Linked DNA regions of Mus musculus: region 1 is linked to region 2. A link is a contact called in public promoter capture Hi-C data. All regions are on one chromosome and are shown on one strand. The core of a region is the stretch at or near the end of the contact, and the rest is flanking DNA. Distances in the headings are between cores, read along the strand shown.

What was found. Capture Hi-C pulls out chosen DNA fragments and counts their contacts.
Region 1: a contact with region 2 is called in a promoter capture Hi-C map of pancreatic islet. The contact joins the promoter of Cd59b here to the promoter of 4931422A03Rik in region 2. A contact is called at or near these places in 2 of 39 promoter capture datasets (liver and macrophages), 2 of 15 datasets of contacts at CTCF or cohesin (CD8 T cells and the NIH/3T3 cell line), 5 of 115 datasets of contacts at active chromatin or transcription factors (the SCID.adh cell line, embryonic forebrain, embryonic stem cells and 1 more) and 3 of 9 other capture datasets (adipose tissue, liver and pancreatic islet).

The regions. Positions count from the first base shown.
Region 1 is chr2:104,069,791-104,072,927 of GRCm38.p6, reverse strand. It overlaps Cd59b (CD59b antigen), which reads right to left and starts at 1,862. Exons shown (of 4, transcript NM_181858.2): 1 at 1,840-1,862.
Region 2 is chr2:104,026,648-104,029,865 of GRCm38.p6, reverse strand. 4931422A03Rik (RIKEN cDNA 4931422A03 gene) reads left to right here and starts at 1,505. Exons shown (of 5, transcript NM_175161.3): 1 at 1,505-2,088; 2 at 2,579-2,644. The coding sequence starts at 2,643. It overlaps Fbxo3 (F-box protein 3), which reads right to left and starts at 2,067. Exons shown (of 11, transcript NM_212433.1): 1 at 1,900-2,067. The coding sequence starts at 2,003.

The sequences.
Region 1 (3,137 bases), core at 613-3,112, 43 kb before region 2:
AAGGATTACTTTCTTGCCTTTTTTAGGGTGTAGTTTCCATCCTTGTATTGGTATTTTCCCATTATTATCCTCTTAAGGGCTGGATTCGTGGAAAGGTATTGTGTGAATTTGGTTTTGTCATGGAATACTCTGGTTTCTCCATCTATGGTAATTGAGAGTTTTGCTGGGTATAGTAGCCTGTGCTGACATTTGTGTTCTCTTAGGGTCTGTATAACATCTGTCCAGGATCTTCTGGCTTTCATAGTCTCTGGTGAGAAGTCTGGTGTAATTCTGATAGGTCTGCCTTTATATGTTACTTGACCTTTTTCCCTTACTGCTTTTAATATTCTATCTTTATTTAGTGGATTTGTTGTTCTGATTATTATGTGTCGGGAGGAATTTCTTTTCTGGTCCAGTCTATTTGGAGTTCTGTAGGCTTCTTGTAAGTTCATGGGCATCTCTTTTTTTAGGTTAGGGAAGTTTTCTTCTATGATTTTGTTGAAGACATGTACTAGCCCTTTAAGTTGGGAATCTTTGCTCTCTTCTATACCTATTATCCTTAGGATTGGTCGTCTCATTGTGTCCTGGATTTCCTGGATGTTTTGGGTTAGGAGCTTTTTACGTTTTGCAAACAAATGCAAATCAAATTTCTTTAATTGTTGTGTCCATGTTCTCTATGGAATCTTCTGCACCTGAGATTCTCTCTCCCATCTCTTATATTCTGTTGCTGATATTCATATCTATGGTTCCTGATTTCTTTCCTAGGGTTTCTATCTCCATAGTTGTCTCCCTTTGGGTTTTCTTCATTGTTTCTACTTCCATTTTTAGATCTTGGATGGTTTAGTTCAATTCCATCACCTGTTTGGTTGTGTTTTCCTGTAATTCTTTAAGGGATTTTTGTGTTTCCTCTTTAACGTCTTCTACCTGTTTAGCAGTGTTCTCCTGTAATTCCTTGAGGGATTTTTGTGCTTCCTCTTTAAGGGCTTCTACCTGTTTAGCAGTGTTCTCCTGTATTTCTTTAAGTGAGTTATTAATTTCCTTCTTAATATCCTCTACCAGCATCATGAGATATGATTTTTAGATCCGAATCTTGCTTTTCAGGTGTGTTGGGGTATCCAGGACTCGCTGTGGTGGGTGTACTGGGTTCTGATGATGTCCAGTGGTCCTGGTTTCTGTTAGTAAGATTCTTTCATTTGCCTTTCGCCATCTGGTAATCTCTGGTGTTATATGTTCTTGTCTCTGGCTAGAGCTTGTTCCTCCTGTTATTCTTTAGCTTCTGTCAGCACTCCTGGAAGACCAACTCTCTCCTGTGTCCCAGTAGTCAGAACACACTCTGCAGGCAAGCTCTCCTCATGCAGGGAAGGTGCACAGAAGTCTGGAGTTCAGATCCACCTCCTGATTCCTGGGGTCAGAGCCCTCCCTGGAGGCTGACTCTCCTCTGGCAGGGAAGGGGTCCAGGGGTTTGGATCTCAGCTGTCTCCTGCCTGAGGATGAAGGCCCAAAGAGACCCTGTCCAAGAAGCTCTATTGCTTCTGCCGCCCATGTGCTCTCCTGCATAGACTGGTCTCAGTGATCCCAAGATTCTGGGTGTGCTAGGGCCTGCCTTTGTCCTTTGACCGTGTTGCTGCTAGCACTAGACCCTCTGGGTTTTTTGGAACTGATGTTGCGTTCTACTCACCAGTGATCTCAAGGACCCGGCTGTGCCAGGGTGCCTGCAGCTTGGAGAGTCCTCTGGGGACCTTAGGGCCCTCCCCCGAAGATCAGGCTGATGTACTTTAAGGCTGAGCATATCATAACAAATAAAGTTGCAACATCATCACCCTATAAGAAGTTCTGAGAGGGCCAATGGGATGGTATTACCTGATCCAAGGCAACAGGGCAGTCTCAAAATCACTTTGGATGTATCTTGCTTTTACTTACCAAGGTCTGGAAGCTAAGTGGCTTAACATAACCCAGTGTTAGCAGTCTCATGGGCCTTACGGGCTTGGACATGCTATAGCTAAGCCTACAACAGACCCCAAAATTCCTTTCTTCAGTTCAAAGCAGAAATTACATCAGCAGCTTAGGACAAAGCAAAACACCATCACAATGGAAAGGCCCCTCCCAGCCACCTGGTGGCTCCATAAGCACTTCAGAGCTCTTGAAATTGCACAGATCTGGACTTCACCTAAAATGGCCTCAGTCTCTTAACAACTTATCTCAGGACCCTAAATCCCTGGTTCATCCCGCTACTCCCACCCTAAAGTTCATTTGATTTTGTTTTTGTTTTCCTTCTACTTCTTTCAACCCGCCCAGTGAAAAGGGAGGTTTTTCATTTATAGCAAAGTACATGCCAAACGTTTTTCAGCATGGTCAAGGCATAATGTCGTTCTGTCACGGTCATTCGGTGTGTCAGCCCGGAAGAACTGGAGAAAAGATTCCCTGAGGTGGGTCTCCGGAACATTGGCTGTTTTCCACATTCCAGGAGATCAACCGTGAGCTACCTTAGTGCTCACCACCACCCTGTGAAATAAGTCCTTTCCCTTTACTGATGAGAAAATAAGATTTAATAGCTTGCTTTCGACTACCTAGGAACGAAAAGAAGAGGTTCTTTTTAAAGTCCGCACTCAAACTGCAGGGTGGCCGGGCCCATGCACCAAAGATATACACTAGAGCAGCTACAGATTTGGACCTCAGCAAGAAGAACTGCAGTGAGTTCTTTGAGCTTTGAGACTGAGGTTAGCCCTCGCCGCCCCCCCCCCCGCCCCCTCCTTCTGCAGACCGCATTCTCTGAGAGACGGGGCTGCCCTGGAGTCAGGCGCTCAGGTAATGCAGAGCTCCAGCAACCACTGAGTAGGAAGCAGAGCGCAGGCTGCAGCACACGAAATCTATAACAAAAAAAAAGGTCAGAGGTACAGGCCTGAGAGAGGCCTCCAGAGGGAGGAGCAAGGACAACTTACCGCACCGCCCAGCCCGGACGCATGCGCTGCCGAAGCACCCCCACCTCCCACCCGAGGCTCTGCTCCAGCCAACTCTGTGCCCTTGCTTACCTGCAGCCTCAGAGTCAGTTAGATCCTGCACTATACACTTTTCAGATCGCCAGTGACTGTGCTCATGCTCTGGCTGCTGACAGTAATTAGCACTGGGACCCAACTCCACTGGCCACGCCCAAGAATTGA
Region 2 (3,218 bases), core at 256-2,755:
ACACAATCTCATCAGCCACACTTCATGCAACCTGCCTGTTAGTCATTTCTACCTTCAGCAAAACCTGCTTTCTTGTTTTTCTAGTTAAACAGGACACACTATTGTTAAGAGACCCATCAGCCTCTCAATACTGTTCCCTTCACCAGGACAGAAGTGCACTGTGCCACACTTCATGTCTTCCACTGTGAGTTGGTCAGCCTGTCTTCCACATTCCTTTCCAATGCAATATACATATTCCTTCCCAATACTTGGCCCCTTTTGTAATTACATACTTGTTTGACTTTCCATCTTGTCTATAGTAGTCAAGCTACAAAAAAAAGACCATATCTCTCTAACTCACTACTGTAATCCTACATTTAACTGGCACATGGCAGACATTCAACAAAACAAAACAAACAAACCTGAGCAGATGAATACAAAAATAAATATCTTTACACTCTAGCAATGCACACTTTATTACTACAAACTCTAGTTGGAGAAGATAGTGGGAGAGTAAGGTTGCTAAACTGAGGAGAGTGAAGTATTCCGGACAGGGAACTGAGCATACACAACCATGTGCGAGTGTTGTGCCATCTGATGGGCTGAGAAAATATGATAGTGGAGGAGAGGCCTGAAAGGCCTTAGATAATAAGCTATTGGGTAAGGGCCTTAAATACTGCAGAAGTTCAGGGTCCAGTGTTGTAAACAGGGATGTCATGGGCTTTTAAGAAAAATGACAGCCAGATTGGTCTTTAGAAGGTAACTCTGGCAGCAAGCAAGCAAAGAAAGAAGGCTATCTAAATAAGAAGTTATAGCAATAAACTATTTCAGATGAAATACATTTGAGCTGGCCAACCTTTCCTACAGAAAAACTTTCTGTGTGTTAGTACAGGCTGAGTAGGGGGAAGTGTGTTTTTTGGAAAGACAAATGTCTTAGCAGGTACGAGTGGAGGCCATAACAGAAAACCCAGGAAATATCTCTGCCACCACTTAGCTACCTGTAACTCCAAGAAATCTGTACCTCTTAAAGGCCCCTAAAAACAGAGGACATAGATGCCCAGATTCCAGTAATGAAGCAAAAACCAAAAGTGTGTCTTCCCCATGTGAGAGGGCCATTTTGCAGCCTCCACAAATATATACGGAAGCACAAGAAACCCAGGCTATGCGGTCAAGAATGTAAACAATCCTGACACAGGGGGTGAGGGTGACAAGAAAGGGGCACACGGCAGGACCATTTGTCCCTCCACGCTAAAACAGTCCTGGTTTCTGAAAGAATTCTCGCATGCCCGGTGTTTATTTTTGGAGTAAATGCTGGTCATCTGGGAAACCCTAAGGTAACTGCAGTCACCTGTAAGGCCTCACCGGAAGTCGGTGACAAAACCCAAAATCCAACCACCCACCATAAAAAGGGAAACTGACAGCCAAAAAAGTCGCCGACACAAGACAAAGTGTATGCTGCCCGCGATCACGATGGCATCAGAGTCAGAAGGTCGCAGGCCTTCTCGCGCGCGTTCTACCTGCCCACGAGGGCTCTGGTCATCAGGGACCCCAGGCGCGACAGGGATGCGCGTGGGCCGAGACAGTGGCCTTTCCACAGCGCTAGACCAGGCCCCAAAGGGCCAGCGAGGGTCCGCGGGGTGCAGGACCAGGGAGCCACCTCTCTCTTCCGCAACCCGGCCTAGCCGAGGCTTGAGGGAGAGGGCGCTAAGTTCCCGGGGACCTAGGCCTGGGCAGGGGTAAGACCTGGATGCCCAGACCGCTCCCCCGAGTCTCCTTCAGCCCCCCGGGGCGCTATGCGGGATAACGGCCGCCTTGCAGTCACCCTGCTGCGGAGGGAGCCCACGTCCAGCCAGCGACCCCGGGCCTCCTTCCCTGCCTCCTTCCACGTTCCCACCCCTGCCGAGAGCACCGCCCCATTACTTGATTAGGTCCCTGTAGTCCACGAAGGATAAGATGAGCAGCAGAGGGTCGGTGGGCAGCGACTCCAGGGTCAGCAGCCCCGTCTCGGCCTCTACGGCAGCCATCTTGCCCGGCCCGCTGCAGCCTTGGCACCACCCCGGCCCCGCCCCCGCCCCCGCCGCCCGAACCGCTCGGCGGCCGCTAGCACAGGTTAGTTATGTAACTGTCACCCGGCCCCAGCCCCGCCCCCGGGATGCCCCGCCCACCCCGCGGTCAGCCCTGCGGGGGCGCTGCTGTCCCTGCCAGTCTGTTTCTGAGTCTTTGGTCTCTTCTTCCACGCATTTTATATCTCGTATCCTCAAAGCCTCTCCCTAAATCTTACACTAACCCTACCTGGCCTTTGGGTCCCAAACCCATTGCTTCATTTCCAATCCATGGTCTCTGTTGCCAGCCTCGGACTCCCATTGCCACTCACCCCCACCTGCACTCGGAATTGCTGCTCTGAGCCCTGTCCACTTAGCAAGGAAGGAATGATGGGGAAAGAGACACAGGGGAAGGCATTCCAACTTTGAAATGATAGGGAGGTTATAATTCTTCCATGGCCCACAAGGCAAAAAACTGTCCTTCAAAAAAACCGAAAATGACCTCTGGATAAATTCCTTGTCCAACAAATGTTAATTGCCCAAGCCCTTACCACCAGGCTTCTAAACCTACTGGTCCCAGAGAAAGTTTCTTCCAACTACTTAAGTGTAAGAAATAATCAAATGTGAGTATTTTCCACCAAGTGCTATAAAACTTGTGTTTAGGACAAGGAATTTGATTCTTTTTAACCTTCTGAGCACACCCTCTTGATAAACATAAATTTGTCTTGTCTAGACACAATAGTTGGAGTGGTGGTCTCTTTCTTTTCTGAACCGGCCTGCAGGTCTGTCTGCAAGGGAGAGAGTGGGGATGGAGGGGCAAGAGATTCGAAGAATGGAAACAAGACAGGGTATATAAGCACAAGCTGGGGAGTCCAGGATGTGTCTGAGAAAAACAGGATATTATTATAGTGTGTTCAGCTGTGGTGGGCTGCTTGCAAAAACATCATGCTAGGAAAACAAGTCTCTCATCAGGGTGGAAAAGTACCAACCTGTAAGTAAATAGCCCGCGATGGCTGCAGAGATGGTAGTAGTTTCTGCTAAGAGTCAGCTCCCAACAATTTTCAACCTCAAACTTTCTTTCTTTCTTCCTTCCTTTCTTCCTTTCTTTCTTTCTTTCTTTCTTTCTTTCTTTCTTCTTTCCTTCTTTTTAAAGATTTGTTTATTATATGTAAGTACACTGTAGCTGTCTTCAGACAC